2 separate regions of the Gossypium hirsutum genome follow, and region 2 is linked to region 1. The links are chromatin contacts, called in public Hi-C maps. All regions are on one chromosome and are shown on one strand. Each heading gives the region's core, a stretch centred on a gene start, on an enhancer-like site or on the middle of the called end of the contact. The rest is flanking DNA. Distances are from core to core; before and after follow the strand shown.

Region 1 (6,701 bases), core at 2,158-4,657:
CAAATTAATCAATGTCTTCCTTTTGTCTATAACCTTTTATAACCAATCTGGCCTTGTACTTATCAACTGTTCCATCTACTTTCATTTTTGTTTGAAAATCAATTTAGAATTTAGTGGTTTAATTCCTTGAGGTAGATCCACTAATTTCCATGTATGATTTTTCATGATGGAATCAATTTCACTCTTGATAACATCTTTTCAAAAAATGTTTTCAAATGAGCATATAGCTTCACTATAAGCTTGATGTTCAGTCTCTAGCACATATGTTAGAAAATCTGATCCAAAGGACTTTTCCACCCTTGCCCTTTTACTTCTTCTTGGCTCTGCCTCGACTTCAACTTCTTGTTGAAAGTCTTGACTATCAATAGTCTCTGAAGTTCATTTTGTTGAACCTGACCCAACTTTCCTTGTTTTCCAAGGGAATATATTTTCAAAGAATGAGGTATTTTTAGATTCCAATATCGTATTCTTGTGAATTCCAGGATTCTTTTATTCATGTACAAGAAATCAATATGTACTGCTGTGGCGTGCATAACCAATGAAAATACAATCTACCATTTTAAGAGTTATTTTCATTTGCTTCGGTAAAGGAACCATTACCTTTACAAGACATCCTCACACTTTCAAATAGTTGTAGAAAGGTTTCCTACCCTTTCATAACTCATATGGTGTCTTGTTATTTTTCTTGTGGGGCACCTTATTTAAAAGGTAATTCGATGATAAAATAGTTTGCCCCCACTTGTTTTGTGACAACTCATAACTTCCTAACATTGCGTTCATCATTTCCTTTAGGGTTCGATTTTTACGCTCTACTACCCCATTGGATTGAGGAGAGTATGGTGGTGTCACTTCATGAATAATACCATGTTGTGCATAAAATTTACCAAATGGTTCAACATATTCACCACCATAGTCACTTATCACCCTCTTAATTCTTTTATTAAGTTGGGTTTCAACTTCCTGCTTATAGAAAACAAATTTCTCTATAGTTTCATATTTGCTTTTAAGCAAATATACATATCAATATTTATGCTATCATTAATGAAGGTAACAAAATATTTATTCTCTTATCTAGTTTGAATAAACTTTAAGTCACAAATATCACTATGTATTAGATCAAGTGATTCAATATTTCTTTCAACAGATTAAAATAAAGACCTTGTTAGTTTTGACTCAACACATGTTTCACATTTATGATTTTAATTAATGTGAAATGAAAGAATGTGATATAAGTTAATTAATTTATGTAAAATATTAGAATTAACATGTCCAAGTCAACCAAGCCATAAATCAAATGACTTAAGCATATAAACAAAAGAAGAAGCATCATTCTTATTCATAGTATTAGTTTTTACAAATATAGTATTGAGTTTCCACATATCATTTAATACATATCCCGTTCCCACAAACGTTCCTCATTTTAACAAAACTAACTTCTGGGATTCAAATATCATCCTAAAGTCATGCATACTTAGGAGGGTTCTAGAGACAAGTTTCTTGCGTATGTCAAACACACACAACACATTTTGAAGTTTCAACTTTTTCCAGAAGTCAACTTCAAAATCACAGTACCTTTCCCATTGATCTTGGAAGTTGCAGCGTTGCTCATATAGAGTTTCTCCCCTTTCTCACAAGGAACCAACTCAACAAATGAGTCATTGTCACAAAAAATATGACGTGTGGCATCAGTATCAAGCCACCATTCTCTTGGATTTGAATCAACCAAGTTGACTTCAGAAACCACAACGTAAAAGTTAATATTAGATACTTCCTTAGAAATATTTTCCACAGCATTGGCCTCGTTTATTCTAACTCTCTTTGGAAGTCTATAATTGGATGACTTGTGTCCCATCTTATTGCAATTAAAGCATTTTCCTTGGAATATTGGCTTCTTGAAGACACTGCCTTTTGGTCCTAGTTTAGACCTAGTCTGAGAATGTTTTCTTTTCTTGGAGTCCTTTTTGACTTCCACTACGTTTGCCTTGGCAAAGTTAGGGTTGGTTGCTTTGTTTAGCCTTTTAGCCGCACCACAATTGTCTTCTTCAATTCAAAGTCTGACAATTAGATCTTCCACTGTCATTTCTTTTCTCTTATGCTTAAGATAGTTCTTAAAGTCATTCCAAGCAGGGGGAAGTTTTTCAATAATGTTTACCACCTGAAAGGATTCACTTATATCCATCCCTTCTGTGAGAATACCATGAATGATCAGTTGGAATTTTTGCACCTGATTTACAATAACTTTAGAATCAACCATTACAAAGTTTAAGAACTTGGCAACTAAGAATTTCTTAGCACCAACATCTTCAATTTTGTATTTATGGTTCAGCGATTCCCATAATTCCTTAGTCGTTTTCTTGATATTGTATACTTCATAAAGTTCATTAGATAAACTGTTCAAAATGTAGTTATAGCATAAGAAATTAAAGTTGTTCCATGCTTCGACAATGTTGAAGGCAGTAATAGCATCTTCCTCATCATTTTTAAAAATAGGAGGATCATCCTTCAGAAGTTTTACCATATTCAACATTGTCAAATAGAACAACATTTTCTGTTGCCACGTTTTAAAGTTCTCTCCAGTGAATTTAGCAGGCTTTTCATTGTGACTCATAGTCACAAGTAACGTTTGGCTCGCAAATCGCCTTAGCCTTTGAATTGGATGAGTTGTTTGACGTATAAGACATTTTTCTATAATTAGAATGAAGAACCAGAATCTGTAAATAAATTAAAATCCGAAACAAAAGTATAAACCAATCTTAAATTAGTTCGATACATCTTAGATTAAAACTACAACAAATAATTTGTCTTAAGATTGTAAGAAAATATAATATCGTATGTAGTATTAATATGTCAATAACAATGATAATGCAATACAATGCAGTAGGAATAACACGACATTAATATTTTCCATCAATTTTACATAAATTTGATTGGTATAATAACATGTTTAGCTCTCATAATTTACATATTTTATCAATTTAGTAATGATTTAACAAATTTAGCTAATTGATATTTTTGTAAATGTATAACTGTTGAAGCTAAATTTATTAAAATTTTAAAATCAATACTAAATTTATTATTTGAGAGAAAGTGGAGAGTTTTTACCCCGAATTATATATTTCATTATTTACGGCATGCATTTATCACACATTTTTATTTCCTTTTTATGGGTTTTGAGAAGGAATGGCGGTGATTGTTGTCATCTTTTTCTTTTATACAATTCACTCAACAACCATCTTCCCAAAATTGTTTGCTTGCCCACCTCATTATTCCCCAACAAAATGAAAATTAATTTTTAAACATATTAAAATGCATATATTAAAATTTCAAAGAGATATTCTTTAATAGTAACCATATATTATATTCATTTGTAGTAGTATATATCTTTTTTTTCTCCTTTTCACACTGTAAGGATCAAAAACCGCAAGTATGTTGTCCTCGGAACCCAATTACCTTTCATCACTCACACATGGGTGCCCCACCCACCCCCTCATCTTTTTTAGAAAGAAAAAGGCTTAGAGAACCAAACGTCTTTCAAGTTTCACCCCCCAAAATAGTTGTCTTTAACCCTTACAAGGGAAAATGATTTTAAGCCCTTTGTTCAAAACAAAGTTTACTTTCATTTAACCTCTGTTGGGCAACCACTTAGTTTGATTTGTGATCCCTGACCTTGTTAATTCCTTGCTTGACGGCATACCCTTTTGTTCATACACAAAGTAAAAGCAAACTATACTGTGTTCCTTGCAGATCAGAGCTTAAAGACAACATGGGTACTTTCTGATTGCTCCTCCTTCCAGAAGATCTTCCTCTTTTTCTTCCTTTTTCCATTTCTTTCTCTCTCCCTTTTGTATTACCTCATGCTTTGTTTTGTAGCTTCCATTCTTAAATGAGTCTTCGAGTAATAGTAACGTAAGAAAACAATCTCCGTCTCCTTTTAAGTCCTTTTCTTTTTTCTTTCTTTTTTGCTGTATGGATTCTGGTAATAGTGGTAGTATGCAATCTTCGAGTGGTGATAGTGAAGAGTATGATTCACACAGTGAGTCAATCTCAGCTCTTTTGGACAATAACGCATCGAGTCATATTGGTCATGGTGACTTGGTTAACCAACCACCGCAGCTGCCGTCTCCACCTCCGCAACGCCAGCAATACCAGAACCACTCTTCATCGGCTATGTTTGACCCTTTATCAAACTACTTTGATCAAAGATCACAGCATCTTACAACAAACCCAAATCCTCTTGGAAATCTTGATGCTGTTTGGTCCAAAAATCTAAGATCTGAGTCCGGTAGCCCTGGTGTTGGTGGGATCGTAGCTTCATCATCACCAACACAACAACAGTTGACCAACAGCAACCAACAAGCGCAAAGCAGAGCCACTTTTCCTTCTGTGCAAATACCTCAAGGACCCGACAGTGATACAAGAAGTTCAGTCTCAGGCGTGAGGGTGCGGAACACTAAGAAGAGATCAAGAGCTTCAAGGCGTGCACCAACAACTGTTTTGACCACAGACACCACTAATTTCCGAGCCATGGTTCAGGAATTCACTGGGATCCCTGCACCACCCTTTACGTCCTCAGCTTTCCCGAGAACTAGGCTTGATATATTTGGTGGTACACCCTCCTCCACTCTAAGATCAATTCATTTAGACCCTTCAACTTCGCATTATCTGTTAAGACCATTTGCCCCCCAAATCCAGTCTCCCTCGTTTGTTTCCTCTTCTGTAGCTTCTACTCCTATTACCAATATCACTTCTGCATCCGCTACTAACGACAGCACTACTACTAGTTCAACCCCCATTAACTACCAACTACCATCAGAGTTAGGCCTTTTAAAACAGCCTCAAAATCTCCTCAACATCAGCATGCAAAACCCAATTCTTAACTTCCAACCTCTCCTTCGAGACCCTCAAAAATACCCACTTCCCAATTCAACCATTCAAGGGTGCTTAGATATTCCATCAAATGGCACTCCTCTCAAAATGGGTGTTTTAGAAGATGAGTTTGGGTTGAGCCAGGGTCACGTTAATACCGACCTCTGTGGGGTCCAAAACATGGTATCATTAGAAGGGGCATTGCCAAGAAATGAAAGAAGAGGATTCCAAGAACATGATCAAAGTCTTCCACGGTCCATCAATGGAAGCTACAACAGTAACTCCCACAGAGTCTCGAATGGGAAAGTGGAGAGCTTGTCTTCTTCGGATTTTAATGGCGATAAAGGGGCAGAAGAAAATGTGGCTACAAGAAGTGAAGGTATGGTGGAATCATGGATATGCTCTTCAGATTAGGAGTATCTATATATTACTAAAAAATATTGAAGGAGATGATGCATGAGAGAGATGGAATCTTACTTGTTCTCTCCCATATTAACCATGACTTGAACATAATTGATAACAGTAGTCCCCCCGTTTAAACCCAGTCCTTTTTATTTACAAGTATTTATCAAAAAAATATTATATATATGTAAATGGTTCTGCTTTTGTTTTAATTTCGAATTTTAAATTTCTTATCTGGTTTTGACTATTGTAAGAATCATAATGTGAAATGAAAATGAGACATTGAAAAAGAAACCATGAAAATCTGTGCTCTTTTATCGTACTGTACATTTCTTTCTGCTGTGTGAATTTTTAGTTTTATGTTATGTGCAACAAAGAAGAAAAACGAAACGACAGGAATAATTTATTGTAAGAAATAGCAAACTGCCCGGAGTTTTGTCCTTTTTTTTTTTTAAGTATGTCCAGTTTCTTTTTGCATCATTATATTATCTTACCCTGAATATTTATATAAAAGAAAATGTAGAAGAAGATGAAAAGAAATATAAATGTTATAAAAATGATGCGGAGGAGTGATGGGTGGCGAGATTTGGGGTATCGTAAGCCGCCGCAATCTCACTTTTAAATACATTTCAAATATTCTTTTCGCTAGTGTGAGTTTGTGCTTCAATATATAAATATTTCTTTTTTGAAACAATTTCATCATTCATTACTTTTTGGTTTTTAATTTATAATAACGTGGATGGATTCCCTGTATATTTTTTAAATATTTTATTCTATTTTTATAAAACATTTACCAATACCATATTGTTTATAAGTTTTCTCTAAATTTATACATAAAAGTAAAGCAAAGTCTATATCTGAGGCATTGCCTTATTTCGCACGTAAAATCATGGTTGTAAGTTCACAAAACAAACTTTTTATTGGTATTGGTGAGACACAACCATGGTTTTTTCTCCTCTTTTGTCTTTTGCTATTGACATGATCCAATCACAGCCAATCGGATATCTATAAATTTCATATTTTAATTCACCTTTAAACACATAATTCTAAAGGATTCCAACATATAATCTTTGAAAATTAAAATTATGCATTCTAAAGTTAATCCTCAACTTATACAAACTAATAAACAACGTATAAATATCAATAAAATAATTTTTAAAATTATTAATTGAGTCATAACTCAATTAATATGTGCATTATTACCAATATAAGAGGACGAGAGTTCGAATGTATTAGTTCACATTATCCTCCTATTTATGGGTTGGAGAGGGGTTATGGGTAGTTTTAGGCATTGTATCAAAAAGAACAAATATAATTAGAACCTATAATGAGATTATTAAAAAAATTAAAATTAAATATAATAATTATCAGAAAAATATATCTTTTAAATATCATAAACATTATTTTAAAAAATTATCATAAAATATATATCT
Region 2 (6,701 bases), core at 1,884-4,383, 470 kb before region 1:
TTATCACAATTAAAAAAAATCAATGATTTCATGATATCTTTTAAATTATATTTTTATTAAATAATTATTATTTAATATTTTATTTAAAATGATAATATTTTAATAAGTACTATTATAATATATGTAAAAGAAAGACCAACATCTTTCTTCATTTTTTTTATCGTTTACCAAAGTTAGGGGAAGAAAAACAAATTTCTTTCATCATTTCCCTTCAAATTCAAGTCAAAATTTTCATAGATTTTGAATCTTTGAAGCTTGTTTTACATATGTACAATTAATTTTTTATTTTATCAAGTACATTGAAAGTTACCATTAAAGGACATTGATGAAAACTTAAAAAACTTAAGTGAAATAAATATATTTTTTTATAAGAAATGATTAGAAGTTGAATTCTAACTTGTTAGAAATGTAAAAAAGAAATAAAAATGGATGGGAAGTCTGCTTGATACATTCAGCCATGGTGAAGGGGAAGTAGAGAACTTTGGTCACTTTGTGTAATGTTAGAACTAAATGATAGCTTGTGAAGCAGTGACTATTCTGATGAAGACAGAATTGAAAACGGATAATTGAGTCGAAAGAAATTGGAATTTCGAATAGGAAACTTTAGTTGTTAACTTGATGAACCATGCATATTTAAGTTTGTTATTATTACTTTTAGGATTATAATGAATAAATGTCATTGTTTCGTATTGAGTTACTCCTGTTATAGCTAAAAACGAAACGAGCATCTTAAAGGAGAAAGGCCAAGAAAAGAAGCAAAGCGATTGAAACTTCGATTTGCACTAATATCTTATTTTTATTACATAATGCTTTTAATATTTATTTAATTATGATTAACTATATAAATTTTATTTTTATGGATTCTGAATGGTTTAGTTAGTATTTAAAAGATTATATTTGAATTGAAAACTATGATTTCAATGATAAATTAATAAATTCAAGATTTTGAGTTGAATTTAAATATTAATATTTCAAATGGTTGAACAAGCAAATGTATAGCACGTTTTGTATTGGAAGCCTAATTTTATATTAGGCGATATATGATTTGAACATGAAATGAAACTGAAATGATAAATATTAGAGATTGTGTGACTCGAACCCCATCATTTGTTGAAAAAATAAATACAGTAGAAAATAAGAGGATCTATATTGTGCGAATTAAATTAATTATGCGATTTTAAATTTGATTAAAAAGCTTTTTTTTATTCGATTTGTCAATATCATAATATTAAAGTTTATTAATATTAGAATAGTCCTTTTATTGTGATGTTATTAATTATATTTTTAATCAAGTTTTAATTTATTTCTATCAATTAATTTGTATTCAATATTTATGTAATGATTTATATGATATTAGCACCACTGAGCATAAAAAAATATTTAGCGTACGGTTTGTTTATTTTCTGTGTGCAAGTAGTTAGATTCGGTAGGTCATTCCAACATCATCTAAAGAATCGAAGATTAACTCAAACAATGTTGGTGAAAAGTTGACTTTATAATATAAATGACATGTACCTAGGCTTGTCTATATATATACAATGTTGTGTTGTAAACTGAATTTAAATATTTTCGTTATGTTTTCTTTGCTAGTATTTTATAATTTTTGTTTTAATGAAATAGTAAAGCATAGAAACCTAGTTTATTGGTATGTTTCGAAAAATCTAAGTGTTGGGAATTGATTTGGGAGATGATTTAAATGTTGATATATTGTGAAATCTAAATTTTGCAAGGGTTTTTTTTTAACATAAAATAGGCAAAAATGCTGCAAAAATTTTTATAAAATAATTTTACCATTATGTTTCCATTTTGATAAAGTAAGATAGAAAAGTAAGTTGTTTCGGCAACAGAATATAATATTTTATATTTGGATCCAACAACTGGGTCACATAGAAACTAAATTTGCAACTTACATATAGTGCATGGCCTAATAGCATAATTTAACCAAATAGTTAATATTTAATTAAAAGAAAACCGGCTGCCTAGCAAAAAGAAAAAGAAACGGTCCGAATATTCCAAAACTCCAAATATGGAATATTTATCTTAAAAGTACGCATAATTTGAGTATAATTCAGTTCACTTAGCACAACAACATCCCTAGATAAAATATGTAGAAGAAAGCAAAGTGTTGTTTGTAGACTTGGACCGTTTACATTGATTGCTGATTATGGGATTTGACTTCGATTCTCCAATCTTTCTATTTCAGATATATTGTCGTGAATTACCAAAATTTTTTAACTTAATTAAGAAATAAAAGAACCACAGCGAATTAAGAAAATTTTAATATAAGAATCTCTTATACAGAATATGAGATTCAAAACATCTTCCAGTCAAAGGGGTTGGAGAATCAATTCCCCGTTTCTTGAATTAAACATGATTGTTTGATTAGATTAAACCGATGTTAGGAAATTTCTTTATGAATCTCAAATTATTATGTTGAAATTAATCGACAATTGTTGAACAAGTTGAGTAAGCGAGGGATATATAGAATCTCGTACCGTAAATCACATCCTTGGCATGCAAGTAATGGTAATCGACTGATGCTTCCACTTACAGAAACAAAAGAGCAGAGAAAATGAGGATAAACTATAAACAATAATTAATTAATTAAATGAGCCCCAACATTGGGCAGAGCTGGGCACTGTTCTGTCTCAATTTTCAAGACTGGACTAGATTCAGCCAATAGAAACACAACAATAATTTTCTATTGGATCAAATTAGATATACTGACTAGCTTCATGTGAAGTTTTAAAGAGGATTTATTTATTAATAAAACTTTTGCATAGAGAACTAAAGAACAGACCTAACAAGCTAAATGATGCGATTTGGTGAGCACAGGTGGCACAAACCCATATGATGCGAGCCATCCAAGGCTATGGTCCATGGCATAACTGCTAGCAGCCTGTTAAAACTGCCTTTTTACTTCACACTGCTAAGGCTAAAGACGGCTGTTTCAACAAAGGCATGGGATTTGGATTGTGGGACCACGTGGCGGTGGAGCCCCTTAAAGCAAAAACTCAGGATATGGTCATGGAGGACGGTGGGTCCCACATTTAGGAGAGAGGCATAGTTAGTTTGTTTCGTCGCTTTGTGTCTGGTTTGCTATAAAATGGGCTTTCAATCCCCTTCTGTCTCTCTCACATACATTCTCTTCTTCATATTTCTCTGCCTATTCTTCCTTTGAGTACTCTGTATACTCCTCTGTTTCAAATCTCCTCCTCCTCCTCCTCCTCTTTACCTTCACATTAACATCTTAACACTTGGTTCTTTTTAGACGCCATAATATCCACAAATGGGTAAGTTCTTTATTGTTGTTATTCTGTATTTTGGGGACCTATTGAGAACTGTGGACTTTTTAGTTTTTAAGGTAGCTTTTTACTAAAAATGCTTTGTTTTGTTATAGTGAGTTTCTTAGAAGAGAGAGCAAAGAATATGGGTGGTGGTGGTCAAAATATAATGACTGATGCAAAATCTGTCCTCAACATGTCAATCACAGTGACAGTATCAGCTCAAAAGCCGCCAGCACCTCATGGTTATATCTCCATTTCAACAAAGAGGTTGCTGCACAACCTTGAAATCAATGCTGGGGCAAGAGCTAGTGTATGGGTTGATTCCATGAGAGCTTCTTCACCAACTCATAAAAAATCCACACCTAATGATCAAGGTTCCTGGAATGTAAGTTCTAAAGCTATTCAACCCTTCAACAAAAAGTGGGTTTGCTCTTTCTTCAACCCAACAAAGATTCTGATTTGTTTTGTAGCTACACCATCCATCTGCCCTGGAGATGTTTGAGCAGATAATAGATGCATCGAAAGGGAAACAAATAGTAATGTTTCTGGACTACGATGGCACACTTTCACCAATTGTTGAGGATCCAGATCGAGCTTTCATGTCCAACAAGGTTGCCTATTTGTCTTATATAAAACTATGGTTAACCTTTGTATAACCCTTTTGGGTATTTTCATCAATACTTAACTTTTTCATGCTTATGTACACCAGATGAGAAGGACAGTGAGAAAGCTAGCAAAGTGTTTTCCTACTGCCATAGTTAGTGGCAGATGCAGAGACAAGGTACATTTCCAGGCCACAAATTTTATTCTAAAAAAAAACGCCCAACTTTTTTCCCCCGAACTTGAATATATTTTTTCATTTTTTTTTGCAAAATTGTAGGTGTATAAATTTGTGAAATTAGCTGAACTGTACTACGCTGGAAGTCATGGCATGGACATTAAAGGGCCAAAGAAACGTTCCAAAACTGACAAAGTGACAGAACATGTTCTTTTCCAACCAGCAAATGAATTTCTTCCCATGATTGACGAGGTTTACAAACAATTGGTTGAGACCACCAAATCAACTCCAGGAGCTAAGGTGGAGAACAACAAGTTCTGTCTCTCTGTACACTTCCGTTGTGTTGATGAAAAGGTAATAAAAAAAGCCAAATTACTATTATTAACTTAGAATTATTCCGACTATTTTATTGGCACTTGACCCTTTGCTTCAAAACAACAGAAATGGAGTGAACTGGCACAACAGGTTAATTCAGTTTTAAAGGAGTACCCCAAGCTACGACTAACTCAAGGTAGAAAGGTTCTTGAAATCCGTCCTACTATTAAATGGGACAAAGGGAAAGCCCTTGAAATTTTATTAGAATCTCTTGGTAAGTTGTTTTTTTTTTTAAATATAAATAATATTTGATGTATTGACGGGAGTATGTGTACTAACAGTTATTATAAACATCTTTTTATAGGATTCGCTAACTGTACTGATGTTTTCCCTGTCTATATCGGAGATGATCGCACAGATGAAGATGCATTTAAGGTATCCAATGCTCAAAATTAAGGGCAAGGCATGTCTTTGCTTTATTAAACTTGTAGATCTTGTGCTAACAGTTGTGTTTTTTTCCCATTGTTATTAGATATTGAGAGACAGAGGACAAGGTTTCGGAATTCTTGTCTCAAAGTACCCCAAAGACACCAATGCATCATATTCTTTACAAGAACCAGATGAGGTAAGTTCCAAAACTAGCACAAACAAGTATTATTTTATTTTTGTTTTGGTAACTTGATCATAATCTTTCCTTTCTTGCAGGTTATGGATTTTTTACAGCGTCTGGTTGAATGGAAACAATTATCTATGGGAGCTTAATCCAAAATTTAAAAATTAGGAAGATATGGAAAAATATTTGTCCACCCTAGCAAACGGAAATATAAAGGGTTGGGACGAGATTATGTAGTAAATTCTTGTTCAAGATAAAGAAAAATGAACAAGAAAAAAAAAAGAATATATATATATATAATACATGTATTGTATCTCTAGGCTTGAAGGCCTTGCACATCTTGTAACTAGCATGGTACAAGGGTAATGACTTGTAGCTTCATAATTCGTCTATTATGCATAGAAATGTTACTCTCCTTGTTTCTCTCTTTATCCCTCTTATTAACAAAAGCAAAGTTTACGTTGCTTTGGTTCTTCATTTAATCTTTTAAATATTTATGTTGGATATATATTCAAATATAAGTATTGAGAAATGATTCAGCAATTATAATGTCAAGTCTAAAAACTGATTGAACATACTCATATCTAATGTTTACTTACATTGGACGATAACACTTGAATACGAATAACATAAAAAACAAAACTATCTCATTTTCACTATATTGATGAATATAAAGTTTTCTCGTGGAAGGGAATTATAATATTAAGCATATTCATTGAAAATTGATTTAAAAAGTCTGATGCGCTACTTAACACTTAAATTTCAGGTACTCAGCATATGCATCTGCAAATTTAATTTTAAGTTATTGCTTTTGTTTTTGTTAACTCAAAATAAAAAGCTAAGCCTATGCTTATGCTTGTGCTTTTAACTTTAATCTAATTTCCTTTTTGGGCCAAATTTCTCAGCTATTATCCAACCTTGTCTGTGAATAAGTTCATTTTTTTTTTAAATTTTTTCTATAAAGAATGCTGCCTTTGTCACTTCATTAGCGGACAGACAGTTTGGTATTTAACTGAATGGACACTGTAAAAGGACTAACTGAGGGTGGAGAAGATTTAGTCTCTTGAAAGTGAAAGAATTTGATAAAAACATGATGTATTTGGAATATAAAACAAAAATATATATAATTCTTGATACAAAGGTAATATGGAGGAGGGTACAGTGGTGCTGATGGAGGCCGTTTCACCCAATCGGGGCAGAGTGTTGGAAGTTATAGAGACTGGAGGTGAAGAAAGTATGAAGGTTAAGTGCTGAAGGTAAGTTGACAGAGTATAGGCAAGTATATTCAAGAGCTGATCCTCTCTTCACCGTTTAGGGGCTCTTTATAGGTGAGGTTCGGTGCAGAATAACATTGTGGGATGTATGGGGTGGATGTCTTCAATGGGACAAGAATGTCTATGACAAGACATATCTTGTTATTCCTTTTGATTAGAGGTATGGAGCAGTTGAACCTACGTGAGGTTTGATGACTAAAACGATCATGTCCTTAACAAAAGGCTAAATGGCTAAGATGAGGAGTGAAGCTTCTAGCGACCTCTCGATTTGTGGCAGGTGGAGTACATACCTTTCGATCTGCCACATGTCTTTATTTGTGGAGGTATAACAATAATAATAGTAAAAAATCAGTGTGAATATTTTAATGATCCTCAAGATCAAAATCATATGTGAAACCTTTAATAATAAATTAAAATTTAACTTATATTCATAG

The links. A called contact is a pair of places that touch in the nucleus more often than the background predicts.
Region 2: a Hi-C map of leaf shows a contact between it and region 1, with 1.7 times the contacts expected there. The contact joins the promoter of LOC107913689 here to the promoter of LOC107913665 in region 1. A contact is called at or near these places in 4 of 34 Hi-C or Micro-C datasets (all in leaf).

Annotation. Positions count from the first base shown.
Region 1 is chrD11:35,809,352-35,816,052 of Gossypium_hirsutum_v2.1, reverse strand. It overlaps LOC107913665 (mucin-3A), which reads left to right and starts at 3,407. Exons shown (of 1, transcript XM_016842317.2): 1 at 3,407-5,562. The coding sequence starts at 3,967. The coding sequence ends at 5,280. LOC107911194 reads right to left here and starts at 2,608. Exons shown (of 1, transcript XM_016839075.1): 1 at 2,048-2,608. The coding sequence starts at 2,608. The coding sequence ends at 2,048.
Region 2 is chrD11:36,282,055-36,288,755 of Gossypium_hirsutum_v2.1, reverse strand. It overlaps LOC107913689 (probable trehalose-phosphate phosphatase J), which reads left to right and starts at 3,133. Exons shown (of 9, transcript XM_016842348.2): 1 at 3,133-3,293; 2 at 3,494-3,672; 3 at 3,758-3,898; 4 at 3,997-4,068; 5 at 4,168-4,419; 6 at 4,507-4,654; 7 at 4,745-4,815; 8 at 4,913-5,005; 9 at 5,086-5,407. The coding sequence starts at 3,290. The coding sequence ends at 5,142.